Regions from separate parts of the Mus musculus genome. Here region 2 is linked to region 1. Evidence: chromatin contacts called from public HiChIP or PLAC-seq data. All regions are on one chromosome and are shown on one strand. The core of a region is the stretch at or near the end of the contact, and the rest is flanking DNA. Distances in the headings are between cores, read along the strand shown.

Region 1 (7,489 bases), core at 1,907-4,406:
GCGGTGCAGGATGCAAATTTCAAGACTGCATGTTAGATATTAGAAAACTTCCTAAGCATTTCAATTCAAAAAAGTCTTCAGGTCCTGGCCAATTATATAGCTTGGATCAACAACTCTCCATCTACTGTTAAGTGACATTAAAGAAATCATAGGCACAGAAAGGTTCTATATGCTAAGAGACAGGTAATGCTATTCCAATTTTCAGAAACAGATAAAAGGATATCTTCTCATCTATGACGGGGTATATTCACGAGACTAAAACACCAACCTAAGTAGGTGTTACCTGGCCGATTTTGGTCAGATAGCATGTCAGGACCTTTTTTTGTTTTCTGTACAGTAGCTCATTCAGTATAAGTTAAGAAACCACGACTAACATCACATCCAGGTTATTATTCATTTAATTCTCTACTTATACTAAGAACAAACTACATCAAACTTCACTTTTCTGCTCTGAAAAGGAAATGTGGTAGGTGGACAGTAAATTTTCTGGGTATTTTGGTATCTATGTAGGAGCACACTAGAGACCTATAACCTGGGTGACAGAAAGAAGTCCCCAAAGATAATAGACACACTGTTCTGTTCTGTATAATATCCCCAGGGTTCTGACAGTGCCAGTGATCCAGCCAACACTCGTTATTTGCTGAATAAGGGGCAACCTAAAGCTGACTTAAAATTAATACCCAGAAACATCTGAGTGTTTTTTCTTTTCCTGGAGTGTATGTGCATGTGTGTGTATGTGTATATGTTTTGTTTTGAGACATGGTCTTGCTATGTTGCCCAGGCTGGCTTTGATCTCATGATCCTCTTGTTTTAGCCTCCTGAGTGCGTGGATTGTAGGTCTGTGCTATCATGGCTGGTACTAACTCAGTAACTTAAAGACAACTTATCACATTCAAATACAAGGTAACTATTAAGAGTTTCCTAGCAGACCAAAGTGAGGAATAAAAATCATCTCCAGGGCTAGGTCTGCTGCTATACATCTTTGATTCCAGCACTTGTGACGGGGAAGCAGATGGATCTTTGTGAGGTTCAGACAGCATGGCTTGCATATAAGACCAGGGACAGCCAAGACTATATAAAGGGAGACCCTGCCTCAAAATGGGGTAACAGGAAAGACACCATGGGACCTGTAAGTCTACCAGTGTTGCATAAAATTATTAAGATATAAGAGACTGAGATATATATAGTCTTGTACTTGAGTTTTAAAATCAGCAGAAGCCAGCTACAGTGGTTCACATCTTTAAACCCAGCACTAGGGAGGCTAAAACAAGAGAACAATTATGAGTTGGTCCAGCTAGGCCACAGTATGAGACTCTGCCTCAAAAAACTAAAACCAGTAACAACAAACCAACTGTACAACAAAAGGAGAGAACCCTAGAGAAAAAGAAATGAGAATCGAAAAGTTTGGATTTATTGCTCAGTGAGGCAGCAGCAGCCTGACATGTCAAGAAAGAAAAGCTAAAGAATTCTAGGCTGAATAAAGATTAAGACCGCTGGGGCAAAAAGATTGTGCAGCAGTTAAGAGAACATACTGCTCTTGCAGAGGACACAAGTTCAATCCCAGCTCCTACATCAGGCAGCTCACAATTGCTTGTAACTCCAGCTCTATGGGATCTAATGCCTTCTTCTGGACTCTGTGGGTACCTGTACTCATTACACACACACACACACACACACACACACACACCTCTAAAATAAATCTAAAAGTACAAAACAACCAAAAACTGAGTGAAGACAGTGCCCAAACAAGGTGTGGAAAGTGCTGCTGTCATCCTCATTACATCTCCTGTGAAAATACTTAGTTCTGGAAATCATAATTTCAAATGATGGATACCTTTAAACAATATGTTGGGAGCAGGGGGGTGGGTGGGGACTTAGACAATGAATGGTCTGAAAACAAAACAAAATAAGAGCAACTGAAGGAGCCAGTCGAGGGTGTTTTAAGCTAAGTGAGGATGAAGTGTTCTGTGGTGGGTGTTTAGTATATTCTTGAAATATAATGTCTAGTAGGAAAGGGATTTGACTAGGGATAGCTCGTGGTTCCTTATGAGCAAAATCTGCTTTGCTGGTATGGCTGCCAGGAGCTGGTGCTGAGAAACTGTGTGGTCAGCAGTGAAAGGCTGTGATCAATTAATTATTCATGTCTGGTATGGCTGTCAGGAGTTGGTGCTGAGAAACAGTGTGGTCGAATGGCTATGATCAATTATTCATGTCTGGTATGGGTTTGAGGGAGTGCAGTACATACACAAGATCAAGTATTTTTTTTTAACTCTAGACTTGACAGGCTTATTCTAAACTGCTGTAAAGGCCAAGCCCAGGGCTGACATCTGAAGTTACCAGGAAGCTAAAAATTCATATGGTGCAATGGTGGAAGACTACTAGTGCAAGAGCAGGATGAATTTAGAAATCCTTACAAGTTAAACATTTTAGTTAACAGGCAAACACAAGATAAAACGCATGCACCCCAGTTCAAAGCCGTCCATATTTATAGCAAATCTCTCTATGGAGGAACCTTTCAGAAACTTGCTCCTGACAGCTGTAAATTCAACTTGCCCCACAGATCAGCAAAACTAGTGGGGCTTTTCTATAAAATGAAGCTCCGTGCTTCTCAAGGAGATGCGCTTTTGCCCTCTTTGAGAGCATCTGTCAAAGTCTGGAGGGCGAGGTAGGGTACCACTGGCATTTAATGGAAACTGACCAAGGATGCGGTCAACCTACGATGCCCGAGACCGCTTTCTACAGTAAACCGGCTGCAAAGGGCAATGGCATTGCAATGAAGATGCACTGCGTTAGCGACCTGGAGAACGCCAAGCCTCCGTCCCAGTGCGCGGAGGTCCCCTCCAAGGGGACACGGAGGCTATACCAACTAGGAGAACGGGGATTACTCGGCGCCGGGGGGCTGGGCGTGCTGTCCCGAGTCAGGGCTGGGTAGAGGTAGAAGACCACTGTTCGCATCACGGGAGGCCTGGATGCCCCCGCGGACCCGGAACGCCCGCCGCCTGCTTCCCTCCAGAGCTCACCTGTAGGGAGGAGCCGAGATGAGAACCGGCCGCCTCTTTAATCTGCGCTCGGGAGCCTCAGCCTGGGAGTCCCAAAATCACTCTCGCGAGATCTGAGGCTATGCTCTCGCGAGACGTGGCCGGGACTGCTCGCCTAAGAGCGCGCAGGCGTCACGGAGGGCCAAAGCCTGGGCGGTTAGGCTGAGCCGGCCGAGCGGGCCGAGCGGCCGGAGCGGGCGGAGCAGGCGGCGGGCGGCGGGCAGTGTAGGGATGAGCTACGGAGCAGGGAAAACTGCCGACTGAGCGGCCGCTTCGGGGCCCTCGCTTGTCGTTTCCGTCTTTATTCCGTCCAGAGTCCCTCCTGGCTCGCGGACCCGCCCACCCTTCCCATACCGTGGGAGGAAGCGCGGCTGCTTGACGAGTTAGGGGCTGAATGTTTAGCTCTCTTGCTCCCCTAGGTCCCCAGAGACAAGCTGGATTCCGAGGTCAAGGGCTCCCTCTCCTCCTGCGCCCCGGCCCGGGCCGAGGAGTCCGACCGTGGAGGGGCGAGCTCGGGAGGAAAGCAGATGAGGATGGCTCAGGTAGTTCCACCTGCCACTTTCCAGGGTTTTTCCGATTGGACATCTCTTTGTTTTGATGTCCGTTAAGCATCTTAGGGCTTCCGGTGAGGTCACTGATTTCTGAAATTCAGGTCCACGTTGACACTAGGTAACCCATCATTTTCTCTTTTCAGTCCAACATGCCCCACAAGTCTGATGTGTTGAGTCAAGATGAACTGCGCAAAAAGCTATACCAGACGTTTAAGGATCGGGGTGTACTGGACACACTTCAGGTATCAGATTTAGGCACAATCGTGTCGTTATACTTCCACAAGTGTAACCTTTAACCGCAGGTGGCTCCACATTTAAATTCATTCATTAAGGTAGCACATAACCTGTATAATGAACACATTGCCATAAAACTAAGCTGCTGTTACAAATCTTGTTCCCAGTCTCGCTTTGATCATGCTACGTCTATGTAGTGAGCAGGAGGGGGACTTGCGAGGAACGGACTGCAGAGGGTAATGTGAGCAGAGTACTGTGGTCTACATGTCTGAGAACAACAAAATGAAGCCCAGTCTGTTTCATGATACTCCCTAGAAAAAAATCTATAGTGGAATGGTACCAGGTGTCTTGTCACACGCCTTTATCCCAGTTCTTCGGAAGCAGAGGAAGGCACATCTCTTGTGAGGGTAGCTGGGCCAAATAGCCAGTTCCAGGTCAGCCAAGACTTCATAGTGATACCCTGTGTCAGTAATAGTAAGTACACATAAGATATTTTAGAGTGTGGATATTTTAAATGAATAGCAACTGTTTATTAGAACATCTTAAGTTTGGGTAGCAGCAAGGGATGGAGTTAGTTCAATGTGTTTCCTTACAATATACCTTTTAGACTATATTTTACATATAGAATTGGAAATTAAGGAAAGGTGAGCCCAATTTTTCCCACTCTTGTTTTACTACATACAAATATTTAAGACTTGTCCGGAAAATACAGAAAGGCAGAAGAGAGAAAAATCATATATTATAACTACAAACTGCTGTTAGGCGTGTATATCATTTTAAAATTTAGATTATATGAGGATCCTTTTCCTGTTTCCTCAGGTTGCCTGAAATCCTTATTTTCAGTGGCAGCAGATTCCTCCTGGTCAGTCAGAGGTCATGGAGGTCGCTGCCTCCTATTGACTGAGGCTTCTACCTAGGTCTCCACCTCATCTATTTGTTGTACCTGTCATTTTCTGCCTAGTATAGAGAACTCCCCTGTCTGAGGAAAAAGGCCTGAGCATGCTTGGGCCAGTTTGCAGGGTTCTGCTTCCTTCCTGAGTACTGGGGTGTTAGGCCAGGGCCATTATGTCTTGGGGTAAGAGCGTTTCTAGCAATGTGTCCATATGGCTAGGGAAGGATTGTTGGTGTGTATTTCACAGGCAGTTTGGGAATATTTGTTTCATCCTTCACGTCTCAGTTTGATTTGGTCTTAAGCAATGGATATCATTATCTGTAAGCCCTTTGTGCAAGTCTTGTTCCCAGTTTCAGCATGACTGCTTATTCAGTCCATTAGCCCAATTGGAGGAAAAGCAGGGCATGTTTTCATTTTCTCAAATTTAGATAATTTTTACTTTCTTAGTTCAATGACTGATAGAGGTGAGTTAATAATGTAAATTTTATGGAATTTAGTGCTTAATTTATACTCTCCTTTTATTTGAAATGAATTTGTACTTATAGTCAATTACAAAGTCATTTATGTCTAGGTACTTTTGTTCCCTTTGTGGGTCTTGTCATAACTTTTGTGGTTTTGAAACAGTGTCTCACTCTACTGCCTCAAGCTTAGGTGATGTCCTGACTCTACCTTCCTAGGATTAGCATTACAGGCATCTTCTACATCCAACTCAGTGATAAAATGAAACTTGTCAAATCATCTGTTTCTTTCTTTTTGCTCTAGTTAAGACCATTTCTGAGATGTGTGTTAAGATTGGCAAATTTTTGTCTCATGCTTTGAGTTTCACCAACTTTGTGAAAACTGTCCTTCCGTGCTATATATTTTTAAAAGATTTTATTTATGTCTGCCTGAGTGTGTGCACCTGTGTAGTTTGTGTGCCTGTACTTGCATGGAGGCCTGAACAGGCTGTCTGATTCCTCGTGTTAGCAGGACACCCAGCTGGCTTATTGCACAGCTCCTAGGATTTAAACTCTAATCCTCATGATTACGCAACAGATACTCTTAACCACTTTTTTTTTTTTTTTTGAGACAGGGTTTTTGTAGCCCAGACTGGCCTTGAACTATGTATAGAGCCAAGGGCTACCTTAAACTCCCCATTTTATTTGAATCACCTGTTTATTTGGTGCTGGAGATCAAACCTGAGGTCTTATGCATGAAAGGAAAACTACTCTACCAACTGAGATACATCACTAGCCCCCAAACTGTTTAGGAGCGTCATGTATATGGAGGGGGAGTGCGCTCTCTAATATATGGTGTGGAGGCCAGATGTTGATGTCAGGTGCCTTCCTCAGTTGCATTTTCCCTCAGTGTTTTGAGACAGGTTCCGCATTGAACCTGGAGCTCTCTTCTAATTCAGGTAGACTAGCTGGACTGTGAGCCCCAGGGATCTTCCTGTCTTTACCTTCTCAGCTCTGGGATAACAATTGTTCACCATTGTGCCTGGCTTTATGTGGGTTCTGGGGACCAAATTCAGGTCTTTTTGTTTGTAAGGCAAACTACTGACTGAGCTCTCTCTTCAGCCTGCAAAATTTAATTTTGAGTAGATTTCCCTAGTGTATTGGCTGTTGGGAAGCTCTAAGTCAATTTTGTGTCTCTACTAGTAAGTATTTTTTGTTTTTTGTGATTGTCAAGAGAGCAGTTCATTTATAATTGCCGTTTTAGTTTTTCTTGCTCTTATTTTCCTTTCAGCACACACCACCACTAATTTTTTCCTTTAGGCAAGTTATCGTAAATTCTTCTATTGGTTAAGCTAGGACTGAATAGACCATTTCCTCGGTGTATTACGCATTTAATTAAGCTACTTCTAAATTTGATTGGTGGAAGATGCTGCACTTTCCCTTTTTTTTCCTTCTTTCTTTTTTGCTTTACTATGTCAGGTTGTGAATGGTAGATAATGCCGAGTGTGTGTATTTTGTTCAGTGTAAATGTCTTTTTAAGTAGAGGGTTTTAGATATATGTTCTGTCATGGTGCTTATATATACCATGCCAAACTCCCACCATCTTTAGGAATTGAGCTGGATCTGCTTACAGAAGATCATCATAGCCACGCTTGTTGACTGTTGATATTCCTTCCTAACTGTTGGGTGGGTAGAATCATGGGACCTCCTCTGGAGTATCCAGTCACTCCTCCCTGATAGTTGTTTGCAGTTCTGCTCTGATTGTACATGGCCCCATTCTCAGGCAGGGGCTAGAGTATATAGATTGGGGAAGGAGTCGTCATAATGGGTGCGGAATTCATTTGTTGTGGCTGCTTGCTTTAAGGGCATCTACACTGATACACATAAAACCTCACTCATTTCTCTGTAAGCAAACCTAATAAGCTCAGTCGCTCCCAGAGTGAACTTCAATACGTCATATGTCCTTGGGACTGGAGCAGGAGGGTAGATGCTGTTTTTGTTTTCTAGGAAAGAGGTTTTAGCAGCATTCTCCCATACTCAAGGATAGCAGAAAGAGCTAAAGTAAAGACCCCTTTCGGTGCTTCCTTGTATTAAATAAGTTACTACATTTTGTTTCATCCAGAGCCTCAAGCAACTTGCTTCTAAGTTAAGCACAATTGTACATCTCCAAACTATATGTCAAAACTGTTTAAACGTTTAGTAGTCTCGTTAATTTAGGAGATTTTTTTCAAGTTCAAATGAATAGTGCCGGTGTTGTAATGTGAAGAAAATTATGTACTCTGACCCTTTATTTCATCATTTATCAATGGTGAAAAATCTATCTTCCAGTGACTTGAC
Region 2 (7,489 bases), core at 2,485-4,984, 180 kb before region 1:
ATGCCATTGACTCAAATAAATATATATTACACCCAACAATCAGCTATATTTTTTTATTTTTTAATTTAATTATTTTATGCATTTTTGTGTTTGTGTATTTCGTTTGCATGTATGTCTGTCCACCACATGTGTGCCTGATGCCCATGGAGGCTCGAAACAGGCATTGGATCCTCTGAAACTGGAGTACAACTGTTTGTGAGCCACCACGTGGGCATTGCGAATTAAACCAGAATCCTCTGAAAGAGTAGCCGGTGCTTTTAATCCATGAACCATCCCTCAAGCCCTATATTCTTTTAAAATTAACAATATTTCATCAGTCCTTTTAGAAAATACCAATGTCTATCATTTTGTTTATAGCAGATTATCTTTCACTAATGAACTTGAGACAAATACAAATCGTATTTTTAAACTCATCAGTTGCTATAAATACATCATTATAAGTAAAGTATCAGGTGCTTCTTATATATTTTATGAAAATAGATCAATCATTGCAAAGGGTATTTTTGCTTTTTTTGGTTTTGTTTTGTTGGTTTTGGGTTTTTGTTTTGTTTTGTTTTGTTTTGTTTTGTTTTGTTTTGTTTTGTTGAGACAGGGTTACAGGGTTACACTGTGTAGCCCTGGCTATTCTGAAATTTGTTCTACAGACCAGAGTGGCCTCAAACTCACAGAGATCCACCTGCCTCTGCCTCTGCCTCCAGAGTACTGGGATTAAAAGTGTGCATCACCCCCAGGCTCAAAGATTCTTTTTAATATATCAGTTGGAAAAACTGATGTATTTCAACATACAAAATTACATTAAGAATAAATTTGTTCTATGTCTCTCTCTCTCTCTCTCTCTCTCTCTCTCTGTCTCTCTCTCTTTCTCCCTCCCTCCCTCCCTCCCTCCCTCCCTCCCTCCCTCCCTCCCTCTCCCTACCCCATTCTCTCTCTATCCTGACCATGGAGACAAACACACAGCTCCAGTTTCAAGTCACAATTCACAGCAAGGTGCTTGAGGATCGATTTATCTTTGTGCAGTTAGACAGATTTTTGATGGATTGTTTAGTCTGAGGATAAATTGCCACGCTGTGGTTCAGATGCAGTAAGGAATATGTGGGAGCCTATTTCAACCAACTGGAGGGATGTTTCAAATGAAAGAAGCACATTCCTTCTCCACTGCCACCCCTCCCCCTGAGATTGGACTTTTGTCCCTGTGTACATTAACAGAAACCTGAAGTTGAAAAGATTCCTCAGGGTTGAGAATATTTACTGCTTTTACAGAGGACCTGAATTTGGTCTCCAATATCCACATTGGGCAGTTCACAACAGCCTGCAACTCCAGCTCTGGAAGTTATTGCCTTTGGTCTTCACAGACAACTGAGGTCACATACTGACAGTCACAGACACAGACACAGACACAGACACATACAGACACACACACACACTCACTCACAGAGAGAGAGAGAGAGAATTAAATAATAAAAAATGAAAATTCAGGTCTGGAGAGATGGCTAAACAGTTAGGAGCACTATGTTTCTCTTCTGGAGGAACTGAGTTCAGTTCCCAGCATGTCAGGTGGCTCACATCTCCTTTAACTCCAACTCCAGAGGATCAGTGCCCTCTTCTGGCCTCCACAGGTACCCGTATACACTCACACAGACACATCAACAAAATAGAAATAAATCTTAGCAGTAAACCTGTAGTAGAGCCTCAACATGAGTTAGGGTCGAACATCATGAAGAAGAGATGCTTTGGCAATAAGGTGCAGGCATAAAGAAACATCTAGGCAGCTTTCTCCAAGGTCACCTTGATCTTACTGTGGACCAATTATGCAATAAGTCTTGCCCTGGGCCATGGCATAAATACTAACTCCCTCACCCGACTCTGAAGCAGACAGAGTCCTTTAGAAAACACCGTATCCCTAGAGCTAATGGATGGTCTGAGTACTGTTTGGGCAAGCTTTCCTAAATACTCCTCTCAAAAGAATTCTTCAGAAAGAATAAATTCTCATTTCCGCTCCCCAGCCAGCGAGTACAGTTGGAGCCCCATTCTGTCTTTCCACTTAGCCTCACAAAATAACAGTTAGTTCACTTCAACACGACAGATATGACTGCTGATCAAAGTAGGGACAACAACAACAAAAGGCCATTCATAATGTGCAGCATCCTCTCCTCTGCCTCCCCATGTATCTTGGGATACAGCTAAAATATGGGTTTGGTCAGAAGCCAGGCCCCATCTGTTTCTTTAAGCACTAAACCCTCTGAGACACCCTGTGGATGGAGAACTTGTGTCTGTACATCTAAGCTGGGCTTGAAATGCCATTTGGTGGAAATATGATACGTTCCTGTTGTGGCTTCAGTGCCTAAAAATCCTGCCATATAAGATAGCCTTGGTGTTTACTGGGTTGATTTGGACAAAATTTGTATGCAATAATAATATGATAAAAGGAATAATATGATATTACATATATTATAATATATATAAATATATATTATATTATACAGCTCTTATCCAACCATGCAAATGAAAAAACAGTCATCTGCTGGCTAAAGCCCATTCTAAGTTCTCATTGTCTGAGGGTCTGGGGGGGCAGTAGGGCAGAGTTGGGGGGAGGGAGAGAGAGATACACTGAGAGGCATCAAGATGAAAGAAACCCACAGGACACTGGAAACCCTCCAACTGTGATCTATCTTTGCCAAAACAGAGCACTGCAAAAAAAAAAAAAAAAAACAATGTATAGCCCATAAACTTAGGGGGAAAAAAGAGTCTCAGAGCCCCTGGCTTAAACTCTTTCCTTGCCTGAGCCTGGCTGCAGCTCAGGCTCAAACCTTTCCTTCAATAAATGGTCTCTTCCTGATACTACCCACTTGTCCCCGTATTGTCATTGTTTGGAGACACCAGGAGCCTGGAAGTATCAGCTGAGCTGAACTTATTCCTACAACTTATATCTGGCAGAAGTCCAAGGACCTAGGAGGAGAAAGTATTTGAGCCCAACCTGAACAATGGGTACAGACAAAAAAAAAAAGGTGACTTCATTTTCAAGGCAAGTGATGGCGATTCAATGTGACTGACACTGTAAGACAGCCTTGTCAAAGTCATGAAGAAAGGTGGCTCTTTGTAATAAGCCAGTACTGTCTCACAGAAGGGTGTGCCATTTCTGAGCTCTGGGTTGCAAATGCACAAGCTGGAGTACAGCTCCCCCTTGTCACTGTAGAGGGAAGGGAGGGGACTTTCTACTGCATACCCACTCGCATTTCTTACGGTTTTTTTCTTACCTAAACATAACTTTAAACACTAAACAGCCCCCAAGTCTATTTGAAATGACTAAGCCGAGAATCCCAAGTTCCTGAAAGCATTTCTCTAGCTTCAGTTTTAAATTCTTCCACCAGTGACTTTGCAGGTAGAAAGAAGATAAAGGCTGTGTGTTGAAACTTTGGTGGAAATTCTGAGGGCTAAGAAGCTGGTGGCATTTCGTAAGTGGCTCCTGAGAGTCACTGTTACAGACAGCCAGGAAGCTGTGTGGGGACAAGCCTGACAGTTCATATGCAAGCAACAATTCCATCTCTCCCAGGGTTCATTTCACAGGTGGATTTTGCCATCCGCTCCCTTGAATGCACTTGACTTTCTAAATCCACTTCTAAGACAAATGAGAACAAAGCATGAAATAGTAGACAAACTCTAGGCCAAATGTATGCAAATGCAGCGTTCTCATTCAGAAGAACTGGGCCAGATTTTGTGGGAGCAGCACAGCTCTGCCCCAGTTCTCAATCCTTGAATAGACTCCGAAGACAATGAACAGAGATGAGGGATTTCCCCTCCCCACTGGGTCTGCTATTTTCCTCATACACATTTGCAGCCTTGGACTGCAATCCAGTTTCAGCATTCCATCATTAGCTTGTCACAGCATCACCATCTTTGGTTGGTTGGTTGGGGGAGGGTTGGTTTTGGTTTTTGTTTGGCCCTGGCCTTTCGCCATACTTAAGCCATATTTCATCCAAGGTCTAGGGCTGAGTCCCGTGCCGCCGCCCCCCCCCCCCGCCCCCAGCCCACTTTCTGATAGGGAGAGAATGATACAGAAACAATAAAGACCAGTTAAGGGAAAAACTGGTTCCTTTTGGTCAAGAAAATGAAATGTCTGACTTGAGTGGAAATAGAAACAACTTAATCCAGTGAGGACAATAAATCACCTGATTACGGAAACGCCCCTCAGAAAGGCAGGCTCCGTAAGCCTCGAGGAAGAGATAAGTGCAATAATTACGGCTTTAATGAGACAATGAACTTTTACTTCCCAGAATTTCCTCCCCCATCACAGTCCTTATGATCCGCCCGGATGTTCAGGTGGGTCGTAACTATTTCTCTCTGTGTCTCTCTCTGTCTCTCTGTGTGTCTCTCTTTTCCAGGCTGCCCAGAGCCTAAGTCTGAGCTAAGTCTGCTTTTTTTCACTCTTTCTCTAAAGCTTCCCTCCCTGCCAAGTGGCTGCTGGTTCACCCTGAGGCTGACCTCCATGCAGGCCTAACCCAAACTGCATGGCACTTTCCCTTCTCCTCTTTGTTCTCCTCCTCCAAGTTGGCTGCTGAGATTTACAGCTTCCCTGCCCTGTGGTTTTCTTTTAAACTCTAGTCAAATTGATCTCCTTGAATAAACGTTGGGTTTGCTTGCCTCGCAAACTTTTCCTGCCTTTTCGCTCATTAAGTAGCAGAGAATGAACCTGCTCTGAACTCCTAAATGGTTTCAGGAAGAGAACAGCAAAACCGCCTGAAGGAAAACAGTGTCCTTGAGACTAGCTAAAAGGCAACTGTGTCCAACAGGCATTCCCGTGGCTTATCCCACAGTCCAAACGTGCCTTCAGTGGAAAATGAAACCCGGAAGTTCATCCATGAAGCAAAAGCTCCGTCAGCAGCATCAGCTGACTGCCTCAAACTCTCCAGGTGATTGTTTGCTCCATGCAGTGAGCACCCCATTTGATGGTGTTATCTCCATCTGTTGCCCTGAACTCTCCCAGCTTAGAACTCCATCTGTGCATTTCCTCTCTCGGTTTCTGCTGGATATTATCAATACCTAATGTACTGATGTTTTGCACTCTGTCTCTCTGTCTCTGTCTGTGTCTCTCTCCTTCCCTCCCTCTCTCCCTTCCCTTTTCTCTCCCCTGCAAAAGTAAGGGCCACAAAATACATCCACCTTAATGTTTTTGTTTTTTGAGCCAGGGCCTCTCACTGGACCTGAAGTTCACCTATGCATCGAGACAGGCTGCCAGCAAGCTCTAGGAATCATCATTCCTCCTCCTTCGGGCTGGCCTTCCAGGCATGCCCAGCTTTTCAAATGGGTGCTAGGGATCCAAAATCCAGTCCTCATGCCCAAGAAGCGCCTATTTGGCCAATTAAGCCATCTCCTCAGTCTTGAGACGGACTGACTTGTACATCAACTCTGAATGTGATCTCAAATGGAAATGGGTGATTCCTAAGCAAAAAGGCATAAGAAAAATGTCTGGCCTGGCCTATGACCATCATCTGGATGTATCTTAGACACCTCTAGCTATAGAAAACATTAGTAACCCAGGGGCCTGGTGGCTGTCTCTGCAATCTATCAAAATGTGTACACCCAAGTCACTTTTCCTGCTGCTGATTGAGTTGGGACATGATTTAAGAGATCCACTGTTAAGAGAAATTACTTTTCTTCTGACGGTGGACTCTGAGACCAAAATACTCAGGCCACTCTGCCACCCTTCTTGGTTGTATTCTAGGATGCTCCAAGCAACCTTCCTCCCTTCTGTCCTTCACACACTTCCACTCCAGCATTGCCTAACATTGTCTATATTTTCTCCCGTGGGCATTGTCCCTAATATAATCCTTGTTCCCTTTCTGACCGACCAAGCTTAATCCATACCCCTCTCTAGGTCTTACTTCGGTTTGCTAGCCCAGGTGTGAGTTTTCTCCCATGCTGTTTTGCATTTTGCCAAGGACCAGCCTCAGCTTGGAGAAGGGTTCTCAGAGTGTTTGAGAGCAGAGAAACAAATGATTCAAAGTCATCTCATGGGTTACTAGCTGGTGGCCTACGCTCTGCTCAAACCAGCTTTCTAGCCAGTTTTCTCTCTGTTCTGCTTTTCCTGGGGATCTCCAGATAGCTCTTTCTCGATTTTCTCATCGAGACAGATTTCCAAGTAGTTCTCTCTTGTTCTAAAACACTCTCTGGACAGCTCATCTAGTGGAGAGCATAAGCCCACTCTTTTATTTTACATATCAATTCAGTCATTCACTGCAGGTTTCCTTTTGATTATTCTACAAATCAGCACCCAAAGACATCAGACCCTCAATTCTCATTAGACTGCAAGCACACATTTTTTTTAACCTTTCAAAAGAATCCAGAGATCTGCTTGCCTTTGTTAAACACTGGGAATAAAATAGCTGGGTGGAACCCCACCCTGAAATTACCGTTTCTACCTTGCCTGGCCCTGGACCTAAATTCCTTCTGTCTCAGGCTCACTTTGAACTCAGGAATCCGGCTGCCTTTGTAAGTATAAGCAAAGAAACTGAGCGGGATGGGATCTCCTGAGATCTCTATCTCCTTCCTTAGCATCTTTCTGACAACTTGGTCCTCAGTGCAGCTGCTTTTGCTCCTTTAGTTCCTTGAAGCCCCTCATCTAATTCATATTACATCCTTATATTTTGCATAGTTGAAAAATTGTATACTTTTGGATTCATGAATTTGGAGCTCTTTCCCACAGCCTTAAGGGTTGTCCTGAAGGTCCCATCGTTCACCATTTTGCTGAGACATTAGACACTCTTTCACCTCCCGGACTCATGCTGCCTCTGATTACCATGGAGACATTAACATTAACAAGTAGGGTGGCATTCCATAAAAGAGGAATGAGGAAATACGTGCATTATTATACCAACAAGCCTTACACCCAAAGCAGCCATGTGGAGGCCCATACGCTGGTGACCCTGTTCCAGGGGCTGGGACCATATCATTCCAACCCTATCAAAGCTATGCTGGACTCAGCAGCATTTCAAGCCAGCTTTATTGGAACGGTAAGTTTTTTCATCCAGATTCTCTGTTCTGATTATTAACAAACCTTAGTCTTTTTCCTCAATCATTTCTGTTTGTGGTATACCCTGCCTGTGATGATTGTTGTGCTGGCTAATTTTATGTCAATTTGATACAAACTAGAGTCATTAGATAGGGGAAAACATCAATTGAGAAGATGCCTCCATAAGATAAATCTGTAGGCAAGCCTATAGGACATTTTCTTAAATGGTGATCCATGAGGGAGGTCTCAGCCCAATGTGGAAGGTGCCATCCCTGATCAGATGGTCCTGGGTTATATAAGAAGGCAGGTTGAGCAATCCCTGAGGATCAAACCAGTAAGCAGCACTCCTCCGTGACCTCTGCATCAGCTTCTACCTCCAGGTTCCAGTTCTGAATTTCTGTCCTGACTTCCTTCAATGATAAACAGTTATAAGGAATGTAAGCAAAATAAACCTCTTCTTACACAGTTTGCTTTCAGTCATGG

Evidence for each region. HiChIP or PLAC-seq counts read pairs in DNA pulled down with a chosen protein or histone mark.
Region 2: a contact with region 1 is called in an H3K27ac HiChIP or PLAC-seq map of embryonic stem cells, with 15 read pairs. The contact joins the enhancer-like site here to the promoter of Ofd1 in region 1. A contact is called at or near these places in 5 of 39 promoter capture datasets (the 3T3-L1 cell line, the C10 cell line, hippocampal neurons and 1 more), 2 of 484 Hi-C or Micro-C datasets (both in uterus), 8 of 115 datasets of contacts at active chromatin or transcription factors (bone marrow-derived macrophages, embryonic stem cells and large pre-B cells) and 4 of 9 other capture datasets (adipose tissue, embryonic stem cells, liver and 1 more).

The regions. Positions count from the first base shown.
Region 1 is chrX:166,436,371-166,443,859 of GRCm38.p6, reverse strand. It overlaps Ofd1 (OFD1, centriole and centriolar satellite protein), which reads left to right and starts at 3,156. Exons shown (of 23, transcript NM_177429.3): 1 at 3,156-3,580; 2 at 3,733-3,831. The coding sequence starts at 3,566. It overlaps Trappc2 (trafficking protein particle complex 2), which reads right to left and starts at 3,105. Exons shown (of 5, transcript NM_025432.4): 1 at 3,021-3,105.
Region 2 is chrX:166,618,081-166,625,569 of GRCm38.p6, reverse strand. No RefSeq gene overlaps it. Among named protein-coding and RNA genes, the nearest start is that of Egfl6, 36 kb to the right of the region's middle. Within about 2 kb of position 3,734, at least 25 of the 459 cell types and tissues checked have an H3K27ac peak or open chromatin away from gene starts, as enhancers often do. A contact at or near this core is called in embryonic stem cells, pancreatic islet and uterus, where this site is marked.